Regions from separate parts of the Mus musculus genome. Here regions 1, 2, 4, 5, 6 and 7 are each linked to region 3. The links are chromatin contacts, called in public Hi-C, HiCAR-type, HiChIP or PLAC-seq and promoter capture Hi-C maps. All regions are on one chromosome and are shown on one strand. The core of a region is the stretch at or near the end of the contact, and the rest is flanking DNA. Distances in the headings are between cores, read along the strand shown.

What was found. Promoter capture Hi-C pulls out the DNA fragments that hold promoters and counts their contacts. A called contact is a pair of places that touch in the nucleus more often than the background predicts. HiCAR-type assays count read pairs that join an accessible place to other places. HiChIP or PLAC-seq counts read pairs in DNA pulled down with a chosen protein or histone mark. Capture Hi-C pulls out chosen DNA fragments and counts their contacts.
Region 1: a promoter capture Hi-C map of liver shows a contact between it and region 3, with 3 times the contacts expected there. The contact joins the enhancer-like site here to the promoter of Fbxl14 in region 3. A contact is called at or near these places in 3 of 39 promoter capture datasets (hippocampal neurons, liver and neutrophils), 1 of 15 datasets of contacts at CTCF or cohesin (embryonic stem cells), 1 of 484 Hi-C or Micro-C datasets (embryonic stem cells), 7 of 115 datasets of contacts at active chromatin or transcription factors (astrocytes, bone marrow-derived macrophages, double positive thymocytes and 3 more) and 1 of 9 other capture datasets (embryonic stem cells).
Region 2: a promoter capture Hi-C map of liver shows a contact between it and region 3, with 7 times the contacts expected there. The contact joins the promoter of Kdm5a here to the promoter of Fbxl14 in region 3. A contact is called at or near these places in 18 of 39 promoter capture datasets (the 3T3-L1 cell line, 3T3-L1-derived adipocytes, the C10 cell line and 11 more), 1 of 15 datasets of contacts at CTCF or cohesin (large pre-B cells), 9 of 484 Hi-C or Micro-C datasets (CD4 T cells, CD8 T cells, the HPC-7 cell line and 6 more), 31 of 115 datasets of contacts at active chromatin or transcription factors (the 230-238 cell line, the SCID.adh cell line, T-cell acute lymphoblastic leukemia and 21 more) and 6 of 9 other capture datasets (adipose tissue, embryonic stem cells, embryonic tail and 3 more).
Region 4: a contact with region 3 is called in a Hi-C map of regulatory T cells, with 7 times the contacts expected there. The contact joins the promoter of Il17ra here to the promoter of Fbxl14 in region 3. A contact is called at or near these places in 2 of 39 promoter capture datasets (hippocampal neurons and liver), 1 of 15 datasets of contacts at CTCF or cohesin (embryonic stem cells), 6 of 484 Hi-C or Micro-C datasets (the G1E-ER4 cell line, embryonic stem cells, neutrophils and 1 more), 6 of 115 datasets of contacts at active chromatin or transcription factors (bone marrow-derived macrophages, embryonic limb bud, large pre-B cells and 2 more) and 2 of 9 other capture datasets (embryonic stem cells and liver).
Region 5: a contact with region 3 is called in a HiCAR-type map of astrocytes, with 3 times the contacts expected there. The contact joins the promoter of Ankrd26 here to the promoter of Fbxl14 in region 3. A contact is called at or near these places in 2 of 39 promoter capture datasets (cranial neural crest and hippocampal neurons) and 2 of 115 datasets of contacts at active chromatin or transcription factors (astrocytes and extraembryonic endoderm stem cells).
Region 6: a contact with region 3 is called in an H3K4me3 HiChIP or PLAC-seq map of embryonic stem cells, with 9 read pairs. The contact joins the enhancer-like site here to the promoter of Fbxl14 in region 3. A contact is called at or near these places in 1 of 15 datasets of contacts at CTCF or cohesin (large pre-B cells), 28 of 115 datasets of contacts at active chromatin or transcription factors (the SCID.adh cell line, T-cell acute lymphoblastic leukemia, acute myeloid leukemia and 19 more) and 1 of 9 other capture datasets (embryonic stem cells).
Region 7: a promoter capture Hi-C map of the HPC-7 cell line shows a contact between it and region 3, with 4 times the contacts expected there. The contact joins the enhancer-like site here to the promoter of Fbxl14 in region 3. A contact is called at or near these places in 13 of 39 promoter capture datasets (3T3-L1-derived adipocytes, the C10 cell line, the HPC-7 cell line and 8 more), 1 of 15 datasets of contacts at CTCF or cohesin (large pre-B cells), 83 of 484 Hi-C or Micro-C datasets (the 3T3-L1 cell line, B cells, the Ba/F3 cell line and 45 more), 28 of 115 datasets of contacts at active chromatin or transcription factors (the SCID.adh cell line, T-cell acute lymphoblastic leukemia, acute myeloid leukemia and 19 more) and 1 of 9 other capture datasets (embryonic stem cells).

The regions. Positions count from the first base shown.
Region 1 is chr6:120,441,614-120,445,245 of GRCm38.p6, reverse strand. Kdm5a (lysine (K)-specific demethylase 5A) reads right to left here. Exons shown (of 28, transcript NM_145997.2): 28 at 672-3,632. Among named protein-coding and RNA genes, the nearest start is that of Il17ra, 20 kb to the left of the region's middle. Within about 2 kb of position 1,430, at least 16 of the 459 cell types and tissues checked have an H3K27ac peak or open chromatin away from gene starts, as enhancers often do. A contact at or near this core is called in liver, where this site is marked.
Region 2 is chr6:120,362,043-120,365,574 of GRCm38.p6, reverse strand. It overlaps Kdm5a (lysine (K)-specific demethylase 5A), which reads right to left and starts at 1,476. Exons shown (of 28, transcript NM_145997.2): 1 at 797-1,476. The coding sequence starts at 961. It also overlaps a transcript of Ccdc77 not described here.
Region 3 is chr6:119,477,655-119,481,158 of GRCm38.p6, reverse strand. Fbxl14 (F-box and leucine-rich repeat protein 14) reads right to left here and starts at 1,491. Exons shown (of 1, transcript NM_133940.3): 1 at 1-1,491. The coding sequence starts at 1,299. The coding sequence ends at 97. All of the region lies in intron 1 of Wnt5b (wingless-type MMTV integration site family, member 5B), which reads left to right.
Region 4 is chr6:120,461,912-120,465,193 of GRCm38.p6, reverse strand. Il17ra (interleukin 17 receptor A) reads right to left here and starts at 1,997. Exons shown (of 13, transcript NM_008359.2): 1 at 1,728-1,997. The coding sequence starts at 1,865.
Region 5 is chr6:118,560,934-118,564,330 of GRCm38.p6, reverse strand. It overlaps Ankrd26 (ankyrin repeat domain 26), which reads left to right and starts at 2,060. Exons shown (of 34, transcript NM_001081112.2): 1 at 2,060-2,518. The coding sequence starts at 2,274.
Region 6 is chr6:120,258,170-120,261,798 of GRCm38.p6, reverse strand. All of the region lies in intron 1 of B4galnt3 (beta-1,4-N-acetyl-galactosaminyl transferase 3), which reads left to right. Among named protein-coding and RNA genes, the nearest start is that of B4galnt3, 35 kb to the left of the region's middle. Within about 2 kb of position 2,143, at least 18 of the 459 cell types and tissues checked have an H3K27ac peak or open chromatin away from gene starts, as enhancers often do. A contact at or near this core is called in differentiating embryonic stem cells, embryonic stem cells and extraembryonic endoderm stem cells, where this site is marked.
Region 7 is chr6:120,310,902-120,314,419 of GRCm38.p6, reverse strand. No RefSeq gene overlaps it. Among named protein-coding and RNA genes, the nearest start is that of B4galnt3, 18 kb to the right of the region's middle. Within about 2 kb of position 1,784, at least 3 of the 459 cell types and tissues checked have an H3K27ac peak or open chromatin away from gene starts, as enhancers often do. A contact at or near this core is called in the HPC-7 cell line, where this site is marked.

The DNA of each region.
Region 1 (3,632 bases), core at 181-2,680, 960 kb before region 3:
AGTACAGTGAGTGAGATTCCTTAATAAAGATGTACATATTTGCTTAGATAAATATAATGAGTGGCCTCAAAATAGTTAAGCCAGGCAGTGGTGGCACAAGCTTTTAATACCAGTGCTCAGGAGTTCGAGGCCAGCCTGGTCTACAGCGTAAGTTCCAGGACAGCTGGAGCTAACACTGAGAAACCCTGTCTCGAAAAACCAAAACCAATGATCAACCAATCTACCAATTGTTTGTATTGTAACAAAACAATTACAATAAAAACATTAAATCTTGCTAGTGGTCCTTTTGTGTGGAAAATTATTTTTAGTTATTGTAGCTCAAAAGTAAATGACCCACAAGGAGTTAAATAGCATCTTTAAGCATATAAGCTTGAAAATAGATGTTCAGCCAGGCGGTGATGGCGCACGCTTTTAATCCCAGCACTTGGGAAGCAGAGGCAGGCGGATTTCTGAGTTTGAGACCAGCCTGGTTCACAGAGTTCCAGGACAGCCAGGGCTACACAGAGAAACCCTGTCTTGGAAAAAAAAGAAGAGAGTTACTTCTCTCTATTTACAACACACACACATACCCTTTCTAAGCAGTGCTAACAGGATAACCACACCAATAATCAAATCATTCTTTCAGCCTAGCTCTTCATTTTATAGACAGCAAGTAAAAAAACAGCTTTGGCCCTGGTTAAAAGTGGCTCCTGTTTATTGGCTATTTTTCCTCAGGATTTTCAGTACTCATTCTAGAATTTACATTTACTTGGTAACCATTTGAAATCACCACCAATACAAATAATGGGATTGGCTGAGAGTTGGGTGGGGAATCTTGAGCACAGACATAATGGCAAACAATGTAGTAAAATTAGCTACAGTTCAGACAAAAACAAAAAACAAAAAACCAGATGCTCAAACATCATGAAATCAAGTTACAATTTCTGTAAGGCACAACTGTGGAGTAATTTTAATTCAGAACATGGCTGCTCTGCCAAGAGATCACATCCAAAGACCTTCTAGGTCTCTGTGATCTGGCTGGAATACAGACATGCCTTTAATCCCAGAGACATAGACAAACAGATCTCTGGATTCAAGGCCAGCCTGGTACACAGCAAACTTCAGGTAACAAGAAGCTCAAGTCCAGACGTGGGGGTACACACTCTTAATCCCAGCCCTCAGGAGAGAGAGGCATGCAGATTTCTCAGTGCTAGTTAGTTCTCTTTAGTCATTTCGGTTGAGTCAGTTCAAAGGCAGGCAGTGGAGCTGAGTTCGTGGAATTCAGAGGCAGTTTACTGGGAGAGTTAATTTTACAGAGACAGGTGAAGACAGAATGAGCCAGAGAATGAAAAGGAGCCAGAAGTTTGGAACAGATTGCTAGAGTTAGCAGAGCAATTCAAGCAGAGCAGAGAGTAAAGCCAGAGTTCACAAAGAGCTAGAAAGGGCAAGCACAAAGTCTCGGAGGTGAATATATTCTAAGCTTAGGTTAGCAGAGGGAGGCAGTAAGCCTGAGAACAATTAAGCCAGACGACTAAAAGTTACTCTTACACACAACCAAAAACCCTGGTAAAATTTAATGAACATGTAAGGGAATCATCAACCGGGGGAGGTTCAAGTTCTTAAAATATATTCCTGTTTAGACAGACATATCATTGTATAAGATGTTGTGTCCCTTCCCGGTGCACATCCTATGCCGCACAGCGGTGAGTGGATCCCGGCCAAGAGAATACTCCAGTCTCAGACATCAAAGTCCATTCTTTCCCTCTTGTGCTATAAATACCACGTAGTAAATCCATATTCAAAGTAACGGTGTGGTTTGATTTAAAGGGACAGGATGTCTGAAAGGTACTGTGCTCAAGGACCTACGCTAAAAGCAACATTCTACACACATAAAGCGAATTCACATTTGAAACTTCATAAATGAAACTTCATTGGACTTGGTTTAGGGTTATTTGGGACTTAAACAACTTAAAATCTTTACACCTTGCAATTTTCAAAACCCACTCCAAATTGTTACTTTCTCCCAAAAGTATTCTGATGTAACCTTTTGAAAGGCAGGGTCTCTCTGTAGCTTTGGCTGCTCTTGAACAAGTTCTGTATACCAGACAGGCCTCGAACTCAAGAAAGATCCTCCTGCCTCTGGCTCCTGAGTGCTGGAAATAAAGGTGTGCTTCATAACTGCTTGGCAAAAGGCAGGCTTTATTTTTCCATTATTTCTATTTTAATGGCTGACAGGCAGTTTCTTTTCCTTTTTTTTTTTTTTTTTTGGTGACAAGTTCTATTATGCAGCTCTGGCTGTCTTAGAACACACTATATAGACCAATCTGCCTATGTCTCCCGAGTGCCAGGATTAAGTATATACTACCATGCCCAGCTGACAAGCAGTTTCTTTATATTCACTGAACTGTGTCCAGCAAACTAAGAAAAACAAATTGACATTTCTTGGACCCTGTTGAGGACCAAAGGCGGAGCTGGAAAGGAAGGGAAGGACTTGTGAAATCACATCCATCTCTCAGATCTGGCAGTGTCTGCCATGTTCCTCAGGTCATGGGCAATCACAGATTGAATGTTTGCCTCCCAGTTCTTCTAAGTATGCCACACTGTAATTCATAATCTCACTGCGGCTCAAGTCAGAGTCAGCCAGGCAGAGCTGGTTCACAGCAGCCACTGCTCATGGTTTCTGCAGCAATAACAGGAGGTGAAACAAACATCTGCCTCTTCTCCAACAACTAGGGACCTGTAACGACTGCTACCTTGTATTTCTGTAGAGTTCTAAATGACCTACTACCTTTTCTTTTCTTTCTTATTATGTAGCCCTGGCTAGTGTAGAACTCACTGGACTTAAATCTTCTGCCTCTGACTCCCAAGTGCTAGGACTTAGTGTGTGTGCCAAAACACCAGGCAGACTTCCAACTTTTTTCATTCCGTTACCTTTGTTAAAGTATAATGAAGGCAGTGAGAAATAGCTTAAAAAATATTAAACACTTAATAACGAAGAAGTGCAACTTTGAGGAGTCAGAAAGAAACATAAATCAAGTTTTAATACAAAATGTAAACAAACAGTACAGAAGAATGGAGTTACTTGCAATTCTTGTGAAACAAAGCTTTACATTAGAACATCTACTTTTCCTTAAATAGATGACTCTTTATTTCATTAACTCACAAACTATAGGGTTTTTAATTTGTGGGTAGAGTGCTAGTTTCTCTTATATCCTTAATTTTTTAAAAAAAGATTTTAATTACTTGTATTTGTGTTTTGAGTATTTTCCAGAATAGATGTCTGTATGCCACATGTGTACAGTGCAGTAACGTCCAGAAGAGGACATTACAGATGGCTGTGAGCCACCATGTAGTGCTGAGAACTGAACCTGGGTCCTCTGGAAGAGCAGCCAGGATTCTTAACCGTTGAGTCATCTTTCCACCCCCTCCCTTATGGTCTTTTGAGTTTTTGTCTAAATCTATGGTTAAGATATCAAAGTCTTCAAATAAGTACAGAAGAGCCGAATGAATCAATTAAATTATATATTTAAAAGTTTCAAAACATCAGAAGATGACAGGCAGCTATTCACAGGTACAGACTGCCTATGTCTGAGGTCTCCAACAGACAAACACTGTACAAAGAACACAAATTACTCAAAACAGTCACCTTTCAG
Region 2 (3,532 bases), core at 227-2,726, 880 kb before region 3:
AGTCTAGTGACATCACCCTGTAGACAACCTGAGTTCGGATTACTAAATTTAAGAAACCCGAGTAGTGGCCTGCAAAGGTTTGATAAACTGAACATCAGTAGGCTTGGACACAAAAACGGTCGACATTAGTGGGGTTTTTTTTAACACGCAAACAGAAAGATGGTGCGTGAGCTGATGACAGGACACTTCAAACGCCTTTCCCTAGGAAGGGCCTGAAGCCTTTTGTTATCCTTACCTCCAATCCACACTACAATATCCGTGCCCAATAAGTTCTGGGAAGGAAAAGGTCCCAGAGACACCTCTTTCTGTCTTTTGAAGGGGGACCTGAGAAGCGATGCGATGGCCCAGTCGTCAGGCCAAAGCCTGACAATCTTGAGTTCGAGCCCGGAGACCCACAACCCCCACAACGCAGGAAGAGAATCGACTCCTACAAAATGTCCTCTGACCCCTCCGCGAGCGCTCTCTCGCTCTCCTCCCCTCTCTCCCTCTCTCTGTCTGTCTGTCTCTCTGTCTGTCTGTCTCTCTCTCTCTCTCTCTCTCTCTCTCTCTCTCACACACACACACACACACACACACACACACTCACACGCGATCAAATAAAATGTCAAAGTGGACGTGAAACTGCGTTCAGAAACCAGGGCAAAAAACATCCTCAAAAGTGGCCTCGGGACACCAAGAGAGGAGGGAGGGGCCCCCGGAGAGCACGGAAGACCCCCAAAGAGGAAAGCCACGGGGAGGAGGAGGACCGTCCCGCCGCCCCAGCACGCCCCCCGTCCCCGCCCTCAGGCGACGCTACCTTGGGTGGCCGGATTTTGCAGATGCCCGTTTTCTCCGCAAAGGGCCGGATGCGCCCGATAAAACTCAGCGGGTCTGTGAACTCCTCCCAACTGGGCTCAAAGACCGGGCACTCGGGCGGTGGCACGAACTCCGCCGCGTAGCCCCCCGGGCCCACGGACGCCATGGTCACCAAAAAATAAAATAAAAAGCCAGGGGGGCCTGAGGTGCACAAGCGAGGAAAGGCTTGGCTGACGGCCACCAAAGCCCTCTCACGTCCCCGCACTGGGGCCGCAGCGCATCTTCTTAGGACGAGAACGAGTCCTCACAGGAGCGCCAGCCGCTCTCCCTCCGCTCGTTTGTTATTGTTTCCTTCAGGGCTTTTCCTCTCAGGGGCAGGACGCTCCCGGAAGTTAACGTGCTGCTAAATCAGTCCGCCACCGCAGGAAACAAAATCCCACCGCCGCCACGTCTAGTCGGGTCTTCTCTCCTCGCTCCCTTCCATGACGGCCGGCGGAGCTTTTTTGTTTTATTTTGGTTTTTTGTTTTCTCACAGCTTGCCTGTCAAAGTTCTGCGCCCTCCGTCCACCCCGGGTGCGCGGCCCCTCAAGGCGCCGCGACCTCTCTCGAGGAGAGGCGAGGGAAAAGCTACCCCGCAAGGTGGAACGCGCGCTTCCGGCGCGCGGAGGAATGTGTAATGCCTCGGAGAGCAGAGGTACTGCTTCCGGTAAGGGGCTTCCGGTTCCTCTTTGTGTCGGGGGTGGGGACACGAACGCAAGGTGGGCCCCTCCGTGGCTAGTCGGCCGGGTTTGTTCGTTCTCCGAGACCTGTTTTTAACATCGTTGTCTAGGTTTGGACAAGTGACGAACTCTTGGCCGAGTTTCCGCGTCTCCGTTTCCTTCTTTCGAATGCTAGTCTTGTACAACTCGTTTCGCTCGGTCGCCTTCGTACGGGTTTCTCGCTTCTCCGTGACCAATAGGTTTCAGCCCAATTCCGTCATTACATGGGCCGGCCTTCACCACCAGCTGCGACTTGCTTTTTCTCACGACACTGGGAACCTACCCATAGAGGGCCTGGCCTTGCTAGTCTAGCTGTTGGCAGCCATCCCGAAACCGTATTTGAGTAGTAAGCAGGGCCTGAAAACGCTTGCTTTGTAACCAACCCATTTCAGTTTGGTATGAAACTGGTCACCTTGTCAGAAACCTCTACTTGGAAGGCCGGGCATAGTTGCACACGCATAGAGTTCCGATCAGCAATGGCTGGTTTAAAAAAAAAAAAAGCCACGTTTCTGGTATACGGTCCTACAGTTCCTTTATGCGTCTAAGCCTGACTCTACAAGGTTGAAGGCAAGAACCGGCTCCAAAGTTATCCTGTGCCCTCCACATCCATATACCTTTATGGTGATGAAGGTAGATGCTTTAGGGGCAGTTCGAGCTGCATATGAATTTGAGGCCTGATTAGGCTACGGGAGACCTTGTAAGTAAGGAAAATCCCTGTGTGGTGGCTCAGGACTATAAACTCAATTCTGGGGAAGGAGATGTAGAAAGAGCACCATAAGGCCACATGGTACACTTATCGAGTTCCAGAATGGTCAAGAATACGGGGTAAGGGCCAGAACAGTGGCTCAGCTGTGAAGGGCACTTGCCACCAAGCTTGAAATCCTAAGTTTGATTCCTGGAACCCCATGGTTAAAGGAGAGAACTGAAAGCTGACCTCACCTTCACGCCAGGTCCACATACATTCATCTACAAATTCACACATTAAGTAATCAAAGGCTGGGGGGGTTGGAGTGGGGGGGTGGCTATCAGGTAAAACGCTGACTCATAAATAAAGGTTCTATTCTGCTAGTCAGGATCAGGAATGCAAGGAAATGGACTCAGGCTAGTTTGTTCAATTACTTTCTGTACTAGAAATTGAACCCAAGTCCTTGAACATATTAGGTAAATGTGTCCTGAGCTGTAACTCCAGTATAGTCTCCATTTCTTGCTTAAAGAAAAAAGGGAAAAAGTGATATACAGAGAAAAAATGGACATAGGAAGGTATGATGAATTATATACAATTACTAAAATATTTTATAACAAGACTTAGGTCATTTAGCATTTAATCTGAAAAAAAAAGAACTATGCACATCAAAAGAGAAATAGTAAAATTCAAAAGACTGTTTTAAATTTTTGTGTTTGTTTTTCAAGACAAGGTTTCTCTGTAGAGCCTTGGTTGTCCTGGACCTCTCTGTAGACCAGACTGGCCTCTGACTCCCAGAGATACCCCTGCCTCTACCTCCCAAGTGCTGGGAGGAGCAAAGGTGTGCACAACTGTACCTGGTATACTTGAAAATTTAAAACTCATCAAAAGTTCTTTCATTACATACGCAATCAAAATATATTGTTATTTGGCTGGGGATGGAGCCTGAAGGATCACAACTCCAAGATCATCCTCAGCTGTCTGTGTCAAGGCTGCCCTGGGATTTAAAAAAAAAAAAAAAAAAAAAAAAAAAAAAGGCAACAAAAGAAGCAACTTTTAAAGAAAAATGAATTCATCTCAAGTAAACTGAGGAAAATACATTCCAAGCACCACATATTCATCTGTAAGTTACCAGTGTTAGAGTAGAATGAAATTAGTATCTAAGTCTGGTAAGTATTTGGCAAGACTGTGAATTACGGCCTCTGATGTATTTCATTTTACTTTTGAGCCAGGGTCTCTCTGTTTCATCCAGGCTATTATTGTACTGGATGCTAATGATCTTCCTGTATCAGCCTCC
Region 3 (3,504 bases), core at 242-2,741:
CCACTGCCCTGAACGTGTAAGTGCGCGCGTGAGTGTGCGGAACAGTGGTGGTCCTGGGATGAACAGGGCGGGGCGGGGGAACTGGAACTGCCGCCCTCACCTGACCTTCTCACTGTCCGTCATCTGCCAAAGTCCCAGGTTAAGTACCTTGAGGCAGGGCAGCTGCGTGATGCGCTCCAGGCCGCGCTTGGTGATCCTGGTGCAGCCGTACAGATCTATGCCCGTGAGCTGGCTCAGGTGCTCAGCGATCAGCTCCAGGCCCTTGTCCGTGATGCGCACACACTGTCCAATGTTGAGCGTGCGCAGCCCGTGCATCTGCCGCACCATGCGGTTGATGCCATCGTCACTGATATGGCAAGAGCAAAGGGAGAGGGACTTGAGGCCGTCCAGTCCCTGGGCTATGTACGCCAGACTCTGATCTCCCACCTTGTCACAGAACGACACATCCAGACCGGAAAGGCGCAGGCTGCCCATGGCCAGATGCATGATGCCGGTGTCGCTGATGTTGTCGCAGGAGCGCAGGTTCAGGCTGCGCAGGCTGCCCATGTGCGACAGGTGCAGAAGGCCCGCGTCCGAGATGCCGCCGCAGAAGCTGAGGTTGAGGAGCCGGAGGCCCGTCAGCCCTCGCGAGATGTGCTTCAGGGAAAGATCCGTGAGTTTCTGGCAGTCCTGAAGAGTGAGCTGCTCCAGGCCCAGGCAGCCCTCGGCAGCGCTGCGCGTCATGCCGGCCAGGTGCCCGATGCCCACATCCGAGAGGTGGCGACAGCTGCGGAGATTAAGGCTCTTGAGGCGCTGCAGCCCCCAGGCAATGAGCAGAAGGCCGGTGTTGGTGATGTTGCTGCAGCCCCCCAGCTCCAGCACCTCCAGGCCCTTGAGGTACTGGGCTATGCGGCCCAGGCTGCTGTCGGTGATCTGCTTGCAAAGGCTCAAGTTGAGAGCGCGCAGCGAGCCGATCTCCTGCACGAACGCGTGGCCCAGGCCGTTGTCGGTGAGGTTGTAGCAGCCGCTGAGGTTGAGGCTCTCGATGTTCGCCATGCCCTGGATCACGTAGCTGAGGCTGCGGCGGAGGCTGAGGATCTGCACGCGGCGGATGCCCCGGGCCTGCAGGCTGGGGAACAGCGACGGGTTCGCCCGGCGCAGGTGCAGCTTGGCCTCCACGCCCCGCCACACCGACTTGTGGTAGGCGGCGTCCCGCCAGGCCGTGCACACCTGCGCCGCGCGACCCTTGTCTCGGACGTCCAAGTAGCCGAAGATCATGGCCAGCAGCTCGGGGAACAGGCACGAGATGTGGGTCTCCATCTTCCTCCCGCCGCTACGCCGCGCCGGGTGCAGGAGGCGCGGGCGCCGCCGCCGCCCCGGGAGGCGCCGAGAGCGGCCCGCCGCGGGCCAACGGCCGCCCCTCCCCGCCTTCCGGCCGGGCCGCCGCTCCTCCTCCCGGCGCGTCCGAGCGGCGCTTCCTTCCTGCCGCCCTTCCCGCCCCCGCGCGGCCGCTCGGGCCTCACATCCCGGCCGGGGCGGGCGCCGCGTCCGCGCCCGCGCGCCGCCCCGCGCCCTGCGGCATCCCGCGCCCGGCCGCGTCGCTGCTGCGCGCGCCGGCGAGGCCCGGGCCGGGCGCTCGGGCTGCGGACGGCTTCCTGCTGCCTTTGTCTGCCGTCCGCGGTTCAAACTGCCCAGCCCCGGGCTGCTCGCACTCGGCCGCTGCGCGGGGGGACTCTGGGGCCGCCGCGCGCCGCTCCTCCCCCGCCTAAGTCGCGCGGGTCCGATTCACGGCCGCGGGCGGCGGGACGCGGCGAACTCACCGGCGTGATCGGGCCTGCGCCCTAGGAGCCGGCCAGCCGCGCTGCGCCCTCCGCGTCCTCCGCGCCGGCTCCCCCGCTCAGTGGTACGCGCCCGCGCCGCCGGAACTGGTGGAGCCGTTTCCTTGGAAACCGGGCTCTGCCCTCGGCCGCGGAGGCTTAACCCCATGCGCGCCGGGATGGCTGGCGGCCTCGCCGCACCGTGCAGCCCTAAAGAGCGCCCGATGGCCCACGGGCTGCTCCCCTCGGTGTCCACGCTTACTCCACGCCCTCTCCCGCCCGCATACTTCATCCTCTCTTGCCCGCATATTCCATCCCCTCTAGCCCGCGTTACTTCTCAGAGCGCCTTTAACCATCTCACCACACCCACTGCCCCAGTCGGGCGGCCTTCCCACCATTCCTTTCTCTTTAGTAGTGAGTCTTAATTTGGTGGAGAAAGTGGCTTTTAGTCAGCATAGTTTGACAGCTCTCGTTCTAGAAATTTCTGGAAGTTGTCCAGTGTGCCTGCCTTCCACAATCTTGTTGTTTCCATACACCCATGTGAGTTCCTTTCCCTTTCAACTTTGTGTCAAAACTTCCCACTGCTTCTGCCCCTGCCTTGCGCTCTAACCTACACCAGGTTTTGTCTTTTTCCTCGGCCACTTAGACTGTAGATTGCACGGCCCAGCTGTACGGATACCTAATACATCTGTATGTGCTGACACACATACACTCTTTGGTCTGGTTAAAGATGCTCCAGCCTTATGCTTTATGTATATTTTATGAATCTAGGGCAGAGCTCAACTCTATACAGTGTAGCCTCGGGTCTTAAATATCTGCATGAAGGATAGGATTTCAGAATTGTATTTTTATGACCCCTGAAGCCAAGAGTTTTTAGTTCAGAGAAAAGGAACCTGAGAATCTTAAATAAGTTACAAGTTCACACATCTAGATACAAAACAACCTGACTTAGCTGTTTCCTTGACTCTTTGGGAACCTGAACAAGACATCATCATCATTATTATTATTAATACATTGTATTTCTTTAATGGGGAGAGGGCATGCTCCACAGCCAGTATCTAGTGGTCAGAAGACGACTTGAAGAAGTCATCCCTCTCCTAGCATGTGGATTCCAGGATGGAACTCGGATCATGAGACTTGGTAGCAATGACCTTACCTGCTGACATCTTGCACTGAACAAGATTTGGGATGTGGTCCAAATTTGGAATACGATCGCCTTGGCTTTTAGCCACTCCTCTTTCCTAAGTAACAGATACTTGTTAGACCCGAGTGTGTACAGAACTAACAGGCACAATACACAGTAAATCCCACCCCGTGGGTCTTAATCAGGAAATGCAGTGGCTAAAATTCCTGCAGGCCCTTTGTATCTCACATTGCACATACCGAGGCCCTTAGACTTTTATGGCCTTCCTGAATATGAGGCAACATTGTTTGTCACCAAATAATTCCTGACGTATAGTGTAACAATTCTGGCTGTGCCTCAGTTTGCACTCTCCTGGGGTCATCTGGGTTATCTTCTGTTTAAACAGCCCCAGGGGCCATCTGTTCTCCCCGTCTACTGTACGAGTGCTGGAGATGGCTCTCAGCTGGTCAGGCTTAGCGGTAAGCACCGTTTCAAGCCCAAGCCGATTCTTAGGACATTTTATTCAGTGTGTGTGTGTGTGGGTGCACATTCACATGCGTTTATTGATACTCACAACTGAGTTCC
Region 4 (3,282 bases), core at 748-3,247, 980 kb before region 3:
ACACAGAGAAACCCTGTCTGGAAAACAAAACAAAAACAAACAAACAAAAACTCAAAATAAATAAATAAAAACTAAAACTAAACTAAAACTCAACTCAAAATAAATAAATAAAAACTAAAAAAACTAAGACCCCCAAGATTTATGGCAGGGACTGTAGCTGAGGGTCTGGGTGAACTTCCACAGACCTCACAGCCTAAAATTTTGGCTCAGCTCCCACCCATCTCTCTCTGCTGTTCCACAGATGCCCCCATCTTCCACTTGACCCTGCTTGTTTCAGGTACCGTTCCACCAGTGAGATTTTTGAACGCTTTAAGCGAAATGTTTCTGAGGCTCCTGGTTTGGAACAGAACTGCTCAAATGTCTTTTCAGTGAGAAACAGCCCAGCTGGGGGTCATTTTCTCCTCCCTGGATTCTGCACACACCGATTGTGCAAAGCACTCTTGCAAGACGTTCCTACATCCAAGACAACTTCATCCTGGACACTGCAGTCCCAGGAATCATCTTTCTCTACTTTCAGTTTACTTGTATCGTGAGGCCCTTGGCAAAGGACTAGCCAGACACAAACAGCAATCCTCTATGTTTTGACACTTTGGCCCTGTCTGAAGATGTCACTCTGACTTTCCCAGTACGGGGAGCACTATGACATTTCCCAGCAGCCCTCAGACTTTTTTAAAAAACACAGTTTTTCCAGTAAAAATAGTCACCCTCTCCCCACCCTCTTTTGGTAAATCTACAAAATTAGATAAGAACTATCCTTTTGTTTCATATCCTCCGACTCAGCGACTGGACACAGTTCCTGGGGTCAGCTGTGGAAGTGGAGGGGAAGGGGCTGGAAAAACCAGTGGAGGAAGAGAAGGCTTGAAGGGAGACAGGGAGGAAAGTTTATGCGTGGAACAGACACTAGGTTTTGCACAGGTTCGCTGTTTTTTTGTTATGCTTTGTTTTGACAGTAAGTAAGGTTCAACCGCCAGGGGTGTGTCAGTTTCCTAAGAGCGCAGCGGGGCGTGGGGGTGGGGTGGTCCTCCCTGGCAGTAACAAACTGGCAGACTTCCACACATGTTAACTCAATTTTGGCAGGCTCGGTTCTGGGACACACGTGGTGGTGAAAAAAAGATGGGATGGACGGCATCTTTCAACCCACATCCTGTTTGATTCCCCTGGGCACTGGGCTCGCCCGCACTACCCAACCTGTGGGGACCCCCGAGGCCAGGCTGGGGCACCTGAGCATGGGAGAGCTGGAGGATTGACTGCTCAGGAAGCAAGGAGTTAGGGGCCAGTCCAGATTATTTCAGCTCCTGCCAAGGTTAGGTCCATGTCCATCCCGAGCTGCCAGCCTCTGGTGCCTCCATCTTCCAATTCCGAGGCCCAGACGGAATTGTCACCCCGCCTCGCGCTACCAGTGACTCCGCCGCCCGCGTAGTTTCCCTAGAACTCCCCCTCACCGCGACTCCACTCCCGGAGTCGCTGCCAGCGCGCCTCCACGCTGCGCCCATGCCCGGGACCGTCCTCCGAGCCCCTAGGGCGGACTTTCAGCCTCCCCGGGCCCGCCAGAGCCTGGGCCGTCCGCCCCTTCGCACTCGCGACGGCTCTCAGCACCTTTGACAGCCCTCCGCACTCCCGACGGCCCTCCCGACGCCCGCCCCTCTGACACCTCTTCACCACCCTCCGCCGTCCTCTCCACCACCCCCGACGGCCCGGGCATCCCCGCTCCGCCCGGCTTCTCTCACCTCCTGCGCGCAGACCGGAGCCGGGAAGTCGAGGAGGCGCGGGGAGGCGCGGCCCGGGGCCAGAACGTTCAGCAGCAGAAGCAGCCATCCCAGCGCGGGCCCGGGGACGACCCGTGGCCAGCAGCGCCGAATCGCCATAGCCCTCGGCCCGGTCGCGGAGCGCTCGCAGCTGGCTCCGCGCGACAGCGAGGGCCCGCGATGGCTTTCCCGGCCGAGGACTGGCGCTCGTCGGCTTCACACGGCCTCCTCTGTCCCGCTTCCGGCTCCCCCGAGGGCGGGCCGCTCGGGGCGGGGCTTGGGTGGGGGCTGTCCTTCCTCTGGCCCCGCCTCCGCCTTGGCCCAGGTGTGCTCCTGGCCTCTTTGGCTCTCCTTGGATGTTGCTCAGCTAAGTAAGATAGGAGCCCAGGAACCCGTTTTAAGGAGCCGAGCCCCGCTGTCAACTTGCTGTGGAGCTATGACTGTCCTCGCCATCGTACCCTCCCGGTTTACACTGATCTGTTTCATCATTTTAGTCTAATTTCCGACTCGGGACTCCAAGGAGTTTGTTTGCTCAATCTCCCTTTCAGTTTTTATGGAGAAACAAGCCCATCGCATCGTCGTAATGCTTATTTCTCGTTTTTGTTTTTTTTGTTTTTTCTACAAAGTTCTAGTTTTTGATGGCCAGATCATGTAGCTTAAGTCTCATATAGCAAGTCCATGAAACTATATTTTTTCCCTTTCAGCGTTGAATCATACATTTGCACACTCAAAAACAAAACAAAACAAAACAAAACAAAAACCCAACAAAACAAAACAAAACCCTGGACAGTGAATTAGTCACCTCATGGCTGGACTAAAGCAAACACGGCATTCTGTAACAGAGATGTGTGTGTGTGGGGGGGGGGGGGTAGCATTGCTAAGTATGAAGGGTTAAAAGTGGATCAGAGGAGGGAAACGGAGACAGCCTGTGTAGACAGCCAGCTCTTTCAAGGAGCCTCACTGTGGCCTCGCCGAGTGCAGTTTGGCTGGGTAAGGTACACAGCATAGGAAGGTTTGAGGCCAGGCTGAGGGCAGAGGCGTGGAAGGATGGGGGACTGAGCAGTACAACGGACAGAGTCTCTGACAAGGCCTGGGGATGCCCTCTAGAACCCCCTGGAGAGAAAAAAAAAATTCAAAGAAGCCACTAGGAATTCAAATTTCTCCAAGACTAACACTTCTTGTAATGAAAATATGTGCTCATGGTTGCACCGCTGCTAAAAACTGCATTCTGGGTATCAACCGCAACATCTAAGAATGTGAGGCCACGATCTGACCACCTGGAGTAAGGCACAGGACCCCTTAACGTTGGGAATAAAACCAAGCGCGACTCTCACTGGATGCGCTTATGCGCTCAGTAAGACACGGCTGTACACCGTTTTGCAGAAGGAAACTTTTGTCTTACTGAAACCCTTTGGCTATTTTCTCAGACCCAACAAGGGGCTCTCTCTTTATTACCAAGGTTCTTGGGAGCTGATTCCCATCTCGGGAGGTGTAGTCGCCAGCGGCCACGGAGAACTGGGTTCCCGAAAGGAAAGCT
Region 5 (3,397 bases), core at 811-3,310, 920 kb after region 3:
ACTAATGAGTCCTCTTGTTCTAACAATCATTCTACCCTCTAGCCTTCCATGGAGTCTCTGGGGCTTGGGTATATAGGGGATTTGTTGTAATGTATCAGCTGGGGTTGGGGACCCTATGGTCCACTACTGCCAGTTTCCTAAGGCACTATTATGTCTAACTTTAGTATAATTTTACATTTGAGGTTTCTATGTTATGTGTATGAATGTCCCATTTGCATGCCTGTCTATGTGCCACATATATGCAGAGCCAATGAAAGGTAGAAGAGGGCATCAGGTCCCCTGGAACTTGTACAACCGACCAATGCTAGTCTTCATCACATGGGTGCCGGACAGTCAGTGCTCTATCGGCTGAGCCATAGCTCCAATCCCCTGTACTTGTGTTCTAAATACTTGTCCTTGTACCCACAGATGAGTGTAAGTCTCACCCCTTGCCAAAGAAGCTTCTTTTTGCAACAGGTGGAGGTTACTAAAGCAATCTACAGCTGGTCAAAATGCAGAGAATAACTAGCTAATAGTTAAATGGACCCAGAGCAAAGCCCAGAGCAGTGTGATAGAGAGACAGAAAGCAGGGGCAGTGGTCTACACCCAAAACACCAGCTTTCCAAAGCGGAGGCAGGAGAATCATTAAGGTTCAAGGGTAGCATAGGCTAGAGTGAGATTCTGTTTTACACACACACACACAGAGGCACACATGCACACACATGCGCGCACACACACACAAAGATAAAATTAGCAATAGAATTTATTTCAATTTTTATTACAAAAGATATAGTCAAATCAAAAACCTGTGGAATCATTCCATTGAGTACAGCATGTATTACAGATCCACACTGCAGAAGTGGGATTCCTGTGGGTTGGGGAGCAGGGGGAGGGGGTAGGATAGGAAAGCTGATAACATTCGAAATGTAAAGAAAATATCTAATAAAAAATTAAAAATTAAAAAAAAAAAGAAGCTGTACCATAGGAACTGACTGATCTGAACTACTGCCGTAGCAAGTTTTGAACGTTGCAAGTCCAGAAGCAAATCACATTGAGCCATCGTGTTCTCCTGTGCGTGGGACCTAGCTTCTTTATGTCCAGGAGGTAAAGCCTTTGGAATGTCCACTGGGACTCCTAGCTTCCATCAGCCAAAGGGGGTAAGAAATTCATCAACTGCCATCTGAGGGGTGTTAACACAAAACCCACTTACCTGACGTACCCACCGACGTATCTGAAAAGTGGGTTGATTTGTTGTCGTTTCTATTAAAATTGGAACATGAAACAGGATTTGAGGTAGCCTGAATTTGAGGTAGTTCCTGCGGCCACTGGAGGTCCTATTAGGCACGAACGGTATTTTATTCCCTTTGAGGTGAGTTGTGGCTTTAGATTGACAAAATTTATTAACAATTTAAAACGTCAAGGTGAACACTTACACTGGAAAACTGCTTACTAAGTATTACTTTTTCCAGGTCCAAAACCAAAAATTTACACACATCATATCGTTTCATTCAGATCCCAAATGCAGACAACCTTTTCTTCTTACCTCCCATCAGCTTGTCTAACTCATATACTGACTCTTTAGGCTGTGAAACACGATCATTTATTGCACTAATTCCCAAACTACTTAGCTTAACAAAATCTCTTCCCTTACTCTTCCACGCCACGATTCCATCCATGCTGTTTGTAGTTTACTTTTTGATTATCGCCTACCTAGAGTCCAATAGGTTTGCTCCCCAACAGGTTTAACTGCCACTGAAACACAAGGCCAAAGCTAAGCAGGGAGGCCGGACTCCAGAAGGTTCTGCGCCCATCTGCCAGGCGCCCTCAATGCCCGCAGTCCTGGAGTACTGGGTCTGGGTTCCACGCTGCTGAGCGACCCCCATTCCTGTTGAAGCCTTGCAGCGATCACGCCCAAACCGAGGCTAACCCGGGCCTCTGGAAACAACACACTGCCCACCTCCGCCTTAAACCCCGGGTTAGAGAACCCGCTAGGTTGCAGCGCCCTGACCTCCTGAACAGCAAAGAAGGCGGAGCCTGGCCGTGCGCACGCGTGCTGGGCACTGGTCGCTGCTGGGCCTGTGTGAGCATGCGCGGCAGCAAGAAGGCGCGGGTTGCTAGTTTGCAGCTCGGCTTGGCGATTATTGTGCTTTAAAAACCTGCCGGGCCATGCAGCGTCTTTCCCGGTGGGATCCCGTGCGTCTAGGCCGGCTTTTCAATAAGTGCCCTAGCTGCGTTGTGTTGTCAGCCAACGTTGCGCGGGGAAGAAGGTGCCTGTGAGGGGCGTACCCTCTGCCATGAAGAAGATTTTTGGCTTCAGGAGTAAGGGCCCATCGCCCTTAGGCCCCTCTGCCCGCCCGCGCAGCAACTGCGTGGGCTTTGGACGCGAGAGTGCTAGTGGCTCCCACGTGCCCAGGTACCATATTCACGACAAGGATATGGGCAAGATCCACAAGGCTGCAAGCGTGGGAGATGTAGCCAAAGTGCAGCATATCCTTATCCTTGGAAAAAGTGGCGTGAACGATAGAGACAAGAAGGACAGGTAATAAATGGCCCGCCAGTTAGCGGGGCGGGACGAAGCTGGTGGGGGAGCGTGCACCTACCTTGTCTGGCTTTGGGGCTGGAAGACAGAGAGTCTATCTTTCATTAAGGAAGCTTGACTCTTCCCACCTGGCTTTGAATGCCTAAGTCTTAGTGGGGTCTAAGCCCTGACCTGTATGAACAGCAAGGACAGCAACAAAAAACACTTCAGCTGGTTTCTGATCCACTGACAGTTCCCTTCACTGGCAATGTAAAGCGAGTTAACTAACATTTTAACTTTCTGCATACATATAAGAAAGTTTTATGTTGTAGAAATACATAATAGGAGAAATGTTTCTGTTCAAGGTTAAAAATTCTTCCACTAACATACAGGATCCATCTTATCACTGCCGTACACCTGTGTGAATGGTTTTGGTTGGTTGGTTTGTTTTTACTGCATTTTGAAGTGGGAAAATAGTTCCATATTCTCGAGTCAAAGATTGGTAATTCCCAGAACTCGAACTCTGAATATCCTGATCAATTTAACGTAAGCCAAACCCGACCGTCAGCGTTTTAACAATTTTGAGTTTCTTATGTTGCTTTTGATTTTGTGATGAGACGAGAAAAAAAAAACTTTCTAAAGGATAAAACTACTAGTTTTCACAAGTCAGTCGTTTACTAGCAGCCAAAGAGACACAGCAGTGAGCAGGGTGGAATAGAAAACCCAGAACATATCCAATCAAGTATATGTAAGAATTTAGATATTGCTGGGCAGTGGTGGCTCATGCCTTTAATCCCAGCACTTGGGAGGCAGAGGCAGGTGGATTTCTGAGTTCGGGGCCAGCCTGGTCTACAGAGTGAGCTCCGTGACAACCAAGGCTACACAGAGAAATCCTGTCTC
Region 6 (3,629 bases), core at 894-3,393, 780 kb before region 3:
TGCATTCCCTGCTCTGTGCCAAGTGTGCAGTGATGGAGCTGCTGCACCTGTGTGTGTGTGCGAACCTATGTGTGTGTGGGAACCTGTATGTGTGCACGGGCTAGAATGGAGTTCAGGTCATCCATGTTAAGTCAGTTTTGAGATCCCTGGGTTAGGAAACGAACAGGCAGAGTGGGTTTGAAGTGGAACCCCCTCCTCCCCTAGTCTCAAATCACACATTATAAAGTATATCATTTTCTTGTTGATTCCCATCATGTCCTAGGAAGGGATGACAGGACACTAAACAGGAAGCAGATCACCTATGCCCAGAAAAGATGGCAACAAGGGTGAGCCCAGAAGCAAATTGAGGTCTGATGTGTAGCTCCATCTGCCTATAATCCCAGGTCATCGAGAGAGAGGGCCCACCCAGGTGTGTCTACCATCTACCACCTAAGCAGCCTTCCTGCTTGAACTCTCTTCTCTTCTAATGTCTGCATATCAGTTGTTTACTTACTAGTTTTTACTACATTACTTCTGGTGGGTGGAAGATGGATCACAGAAGTGCTAAGTCCACCCAGTTAGCATATTCATTACTTCATAGGGTTACCTTTTTTTTTTTTTTTTTTTTTAACTAAACATTCACTCCTGTAGAAGATTCCTTAAGAATATTGTGATATTCTGGACTGGAGTATACTTTAGTTTGTATTCGTGGGACCCTGGGTTCAATTCTCAACAAAGTGTGAGATGTGCGCACACACACACACACACACACACACACTAATATGTGTCTTAGTTAGGGTTTCATTGCTGAAGGGACAACCTGACCAAGGCAACTCTTATAAAGTAAAACATTTAATTGGGGCTGCCTCAAAGTTTCTGAGGTTCTGCCCATTATCATCATGGTAGGAAGCATGGCAGTATCCAGGCGGACATGGTGCTGGAGGAGGATCTGAGAGTTCTACATCTTGATCTAAAGGCAGGCAGAAAGTGTTTGAGCACTAGGGGCCCTCAAAACCTGCCTACACGGTGACACACCCTCCAACAAAGCCACATCTATTCTAACAAGGCCACACTTCCCATGGGCCAAACATATTTAAAGCACCACACCATGTTATTAAATCTTTGTTTGTTTGTTTGTTTTTCAAGATGGGGTTTCTCTGTGTAACCCTGGCTGTCTTGGAACTCATCCTGTAGACCAGGCTGGCCTCGAACTCACAGAGATCTGCCTGCCTCTGCCTCTCCAGTGCTGGCTTTTAAATTCCTTTCTAATTCTTTGCCCTCATGTCCTGACTCTCTCTCCTTTCTCTGTGCATCTGCAGTCTTAGAAGGAACTCAGTGAGTATTCTTGCTATGTAATGTCTGAACTATTTTGTCAGCTTTGAGGCAACTTGAGTTTTAACTTTCTTTCTTGAATGAAATAATATCTAGTGAATAAATAAAAGGATGAATGTCCATCGAGCTGAGCTTATCTAAGGAAAGGACCACAAGAAGGGTAGCACATACCTTTAACCCTGGCACTCAGGGAGAAGAGTTCAAGGCCAACCTGGTCCACAGAGGGAGTTCCAAAAACAGGAGAAAGAAAAGAAGAGAAAAACAAAAGAAAAGAAAAGAAAAGAGGAGAAAAGAAAAGAGGAGAAATGAAAAAAGAAGAAGAAGAAGAAGAAGAAGAAGAAGAAGAAGAAGAAGAAGAAGAAGAAAGGAAGAAGAAGAAGAAGAGACAGACGACACAGGCAGCGCAACAGCTCTCATAACACCCCTTTTCTCCAGTCTTCACCCCTGAACTACACTGCACCCCTCCCCCCTGATCCCAGATTATAGAAGTTTTTCTTTTCCTTCTTTCTTCTCTTCTAGTTCTAATTTTTTGAGAACTGCTTTGAGTAAACCCCCAAATCAAGAACTAGCTCTTGTTGAGATGGGGTAGATGTTTGTCCCTCTGTTGGCTTGGCTTCTGCAAGCCTTTCTCACTGCTTTGTGAGAGAGCTCTCCCACCGAGTGAGGTGGTGTCTGCTCACCACAGCACCTCATTGTCATGGCGGGGAGTGTCCCAAAGACCCTTGTTTCGCATTACCCAGGCCTAGGATTTCTATCTTCAGGGAGATAGGGGTCTGAATAGGTCTGCCTCTCAAACTGTCCTCAACCTGGATTGATAGGAAGAGAACAAAGACCTACAAACAAAGCTGTGTGGAGCCTGTGTGGGGTTTCCAACTCTCCCACGAAGAGACCCAGATCAGACAAGCGGGAGCTCTGCCGCGAGCAGCCTCGGCCATCTTCTTCTCCTTTCTTTCATTTGCATAGATTTGAGCCAGTTAAGCCTCAGTCCTCGCTCTTCTTAGAAACCAGACTGTAGCCCGGCTCGCCTCTGATTTTAACCTCTAAAACACTACAGGTTGCAGCTGAGTAATCCCAGAGATACAGCTCTGAAAAAATCCTGTGGTTCAGCTTTTAGAGAGGAAACTATTTTGAATAGACCAGAGGTGATATAGTATTGTAAGGGAAACTACTTAAAGTTTCTTCTCTGTGTGTTAAGTGTTGGATCACAGAATGTGTTGGGGTGAACTGCGGTAATCCCAGCATGGGGAGGGCTGAGGCAGGAAGATTGTGGGAAGGATTTGAAGCTGGCTTTTGCTATGAAAAACCAACAGTATTTGCAGTGTCCCTAAATGTCATCATTTTTTCCCCAGGTAAACCAAGAGCAGATCACAAAGCTAGTAAGTAATGAGGCCTCGTACCCCTTGTCCTAGCTGAGGGCTTCAGTCTTGGCAATGATGGAACACAGCAGAATTTTTCAATCTTGGTTCTCCTGTATTTTTCTTTTCATTTTTTATTTTTCTACTTAAAAACATTTTGCAGGGTGGTGGTGGTGGTGCACACCTTTAATCCCCCTACTTGGGAGGCAGAGGCAGGTGGATCTCTGAGTTCGAGGCCAGCTTGGTCTACAGAGTGAATCCCAGGACAATCAGGGCTACACAGAGAAACTGTCTCAAAAAAACAAAACTCAGATGGTACACTTCTGTCCTCTCAGCAATTCAGGTGTGGAGGCAGGAGGATTGAATGTTCAAGGTCATCCTCACCTGAGTAGGGAGCTGAAGCCAGCTTGGGGTGTGTGAAAGCCTGTTTTGAAAAAGTGGAATCCTTACTTTTTGTTTCAGTGATGCTGGCGATGGAGCCCAGGCCTTCAGGCATGGATCACAAGGGCTCTCCCCTTCAGCTACACCCAGCCAGGTGCCTGTTTCTATGGGGATAGGCATTTTGCCTGAATGAATGTTGTGTACTATATTGTACCTGATGCCTCAGGAGGCCAAAAGAGGGCATTAGATCTCCTGGGACTGGAGTTACAGATAATCGTGAGCTCCCTGTGGGTGCTGAGAATTGAACCCAGTTCTCCCACTGGAAGAAGATCTAATGCTCCTAGTCACTGAGCTGTCTCTCCAGTCCTTCCCATATTTTATTTTGATTTCCTTTCCAATACCAGGGCATTGGATTGGGGATCCTGGTATTGGATCCATTGGGCCACCAGGCTTCCTTGATGTTTCTCCTGGTTGTGACAGGTTTGTTTGTTTTTCAAGACAAGGCTTTCTCTCTGTGTGACCCTGGCTCTCCTCGAACTTACTCTGTAGACCAGGCTGGCCTTGAACCCACAGAGATCCATC
Region 7 (3,518 bases), core at 535-3,034, 830 kb before region 3:
TGATGGGCAGGCAGACATGATGTTGGAGAAATAACTGAGAATTTTACATCCTAATCTGTAGGCAGTAAGGGAAGGGGGAGGGGGAGGAGGAGGGGGAAAGGAGCTGACAGGCTTCCTTCAACAAGACCACACCTATTCTAACAAGGCCACATCTGCTAATCCTTCTCAAACAGTGCTCACTCCCTGATAACTGACCATTCAAATATATGAATCAAAGGAGGCCATTATCATCCAAACTACCACAGATTGTGGCCTTCTACAAACTTCTTCCATGTGACCCAGAGAAGGAGTCAGAGTAGGAAAAACTAAGCTAGCATATTCCAAAGAGATAAAGAGGCATTCGTCACAAAGGTATACAATACCTAAAACGTGCAGAGAAAAAGACGGGCTATGTGCAGAAAGGAAGGTTCCTGGGTAGGGGAAAGGGAAATAAGACTTGCCAAAAAGTAAGCGGGGAGCCCTTGTGAAAACAGACTTGGATCACACCCTCAGGGCAAGCCCACACCCTCACTACGCTCAGAACCAATTGTGACCTTTGGTGAGGCAAATCTACCTTGGTGGGTAGGTGGCAATGAGAAGGAATCTAACTGTAGCACACACACTCATACACACACATACACAATAACAATAATAATAATAATAATAGGGGTTGGCGAGATGGCTCAGAGTTAAGAGTGCCGACTGTTCTTCCGAAGGTCCTGAGTTCAAATCCTAGCAACCACATGGTGGGCTCACAACCATCCGTAACGAAATCTGATGTCCTTTTCTGGAGTATCTGAGGACAGCTACAGTGTACTTACATATAATAAATAATAATAATAATAGATAATAAAATGTTGATGTAATACTATCAAAGGCTGGGTGGGTCCCCCATTGCTTCCCAAACCTTATAGCATTCCAAGCAAGGTCACTCAATTTATCATAGTTTAGAGAAATTTAAGAAGCCAGCAGCAAAGATGGAGAAACCCTACCTGAAAGTGCCAGAAAGCAAGGTCGCTCATTAGTTTAAAGGCACGGGGGGTGGGGGGGGGGGAGGCCCTCTGCACTACCCATGTCTAGAAACATGGAGCTGGATGCAGTGTGCAGGTGGGTGATCAAGCTAGGAGAAGCTTTTATGACAAGGAGCCCTATAAGTGGTGACTCCAGGGCCTGCTGGCACCATCTTAAGAGGGTAGAGGTTGTACTGGGAAGGTGTGGACGGGCAACAGGTGATAGGATTACAGCGAACATTTGGATAAACAGCTAGATTTAATTTTTTATTACATGCGTGTGTGTGTATGTGTGTGTGTGTGTGCTTGTACATCTAGGCACATATGCCATTTTGTATACATAGAGGTTAGAGGATAGTTTGCTTTGCTTTCCTTTCCTGTTTGTTTGTTCGAAGTTATCAGGCTTGGTGACAAGTGTCTTTATCAAGTCATTCATCTCCCTGGCTGAAAACTGGGATCTTGGACATACTTTGAATAAAACAAGCTCTGTCTCCTTTATGTAGTTATTTTATGAGTAATGATTAGTGTTTCCAAATGGGACTGCTTCCCTACCAAATACTATTAGCCCCGGAGTGTGTAAATCTGCCCTTCAGGCTTTACTAATTGAACCTGCTAAACGGAAACCAGTAAGCTTGCCCAGGCCTCCGAAGCGGGGGTAGTTAGTGGCCTGCGACTGTAGTGGATGGCTGAGGAGGGAAGAACTGCCTGAGTTCAGGAGTTTGAGGCCAAGTAGGGTAATGTAGTGAGCCCCATCTCAGAAAAAAAAAAAAAAAAAAAAAAAAGAGGAAGGAAGGGAGACAGGAGTGTGGTAGAGAGGAGTAGAAGGGTGTGGAGGGGGAGGGGGATGCCAGGAGCAGAAGAGGAGGGTGGGCAGGAAGATCAGCAGGAGGAAAAGAACTCTCTGATGGGCAGCTCTACAAGGAACTTACAGTAGCAGATCCCTGTGGATGGCTTCTAGAAGCAACATGGTACCGAGCAAATAACTGAGAAATTCCCCCTTGGGCATCAACTACTTTTTGGTGAGACATTAATTAGGGTAGGAAATCAGAACTTTTGATACATTTGAATCTTTTGTCAGAGTTCCTAGAGATGATATGGGGCAGTAATGTGGTAGAGCATTTGACTAACATACGGTGAGGTCCTGCCTTTACTTTCTCAACATGAGAAAAAAGAAATTCCCAAAAGTCTAAACAGGTCGGTTGTGACTTTATGATGTGTCCAGATGTGGGGGATAACAGGAAGTGCAATATAGTGCCTACTAGTGGGGTAACCTCACTTTCTATGAATGGGATGGACAGAGGATTTGCAAGGTTGCTTATATGGCAATGCTAGCAGTCCAGACCAGCACAGACACTGAACCCAGGTTCCTTCCAGAGGCAGAGAAGGTTGGGTGTGAATGAAAGAGAAAGGACAGAAGATAAAAGGGAGGGATTGAGAGGCTGGAGAGATGACTCAGCAGTGAAGAGCATGGGCTGTTCTCCCAGGGGACCCAAGTTTGTTCTGGCACCAACATGGTGACCCACAACTGCCTACAACTCCAGTTCCAGGGAGTCAGATGCCTTCCTCTGTCCTCCCAGGGCATGAGGCATGCACATGGCATGGTACACATACATATACACAGGCACCCACGCATACACATGAAATAAAAATAAATTAATTTCTTTAATGAAGAAATGGACAAATGGATTATCAAGAAAAAGGTTCAGCATTGCAGAGACATCCCGAAAGAGGCTCAAAGTAAAACACAAGTTTGGCTCTTTGGTTTATCATACTGGAAACCTCCAAGAGTAAAGCTGTGTGTTTGCAGAAAATTACCTCTGCTCTCGGGCCCTGACATGGTCGATCTGAAGCCTTGTATGATGGGCCTCACTCTCCATGATGTATTGTGAGTGTTTGAGCTCTGACCGAGAAAGGAATCCTGACAATCAGGGGCCAAGGAAGCCCACAAAGTCACGGGGCACAAGAAATGTCACATGGGAGAGACCCAGGAGGGTGACTGCCTCAACGGGGGTGGGCAAGAAGCAGCAGAACACAGAGGACAGGGTTTATTCAGGGTTTCTTTGGGGAAGGGGGACAGAAGCTTTCCAGTGTGGGGATTGGTGGAACTTCAAGTCCTGACCTTGAGCTTTTTACTCTGTAGGACGGAGCTTGGCTGGGTGTTGTGTGGGCAGAGCCTGGCAATTCCTACATGGATATAATTGAGTTATTTTCTTACTCCGCCCCCACCCCATTCCCCTCTCCTGCTGAACCCCTCTTTCTCTCTCTTTCCTTCTTTCTTTTTTTTTTAAAAAAGGTTTATTTATCTATTTTATGTATAAGAGTACACTGTAGCTGTACAAATGGTTGTAAGCCTTCATGTGGTTGTTGGGAATTTAATTTTAGGACCGCTGCTCTCTCCGGTCAGCCCCATTTGCTCAGGTCAACCTCATACCACTCCGTTCAACCTCACTCGCTTTATTTATTATTATAATTAAGTACACTGTAGCTGTCTTCAGACTCACCAGAAGAGGGCATCAGATCTCATTCTGG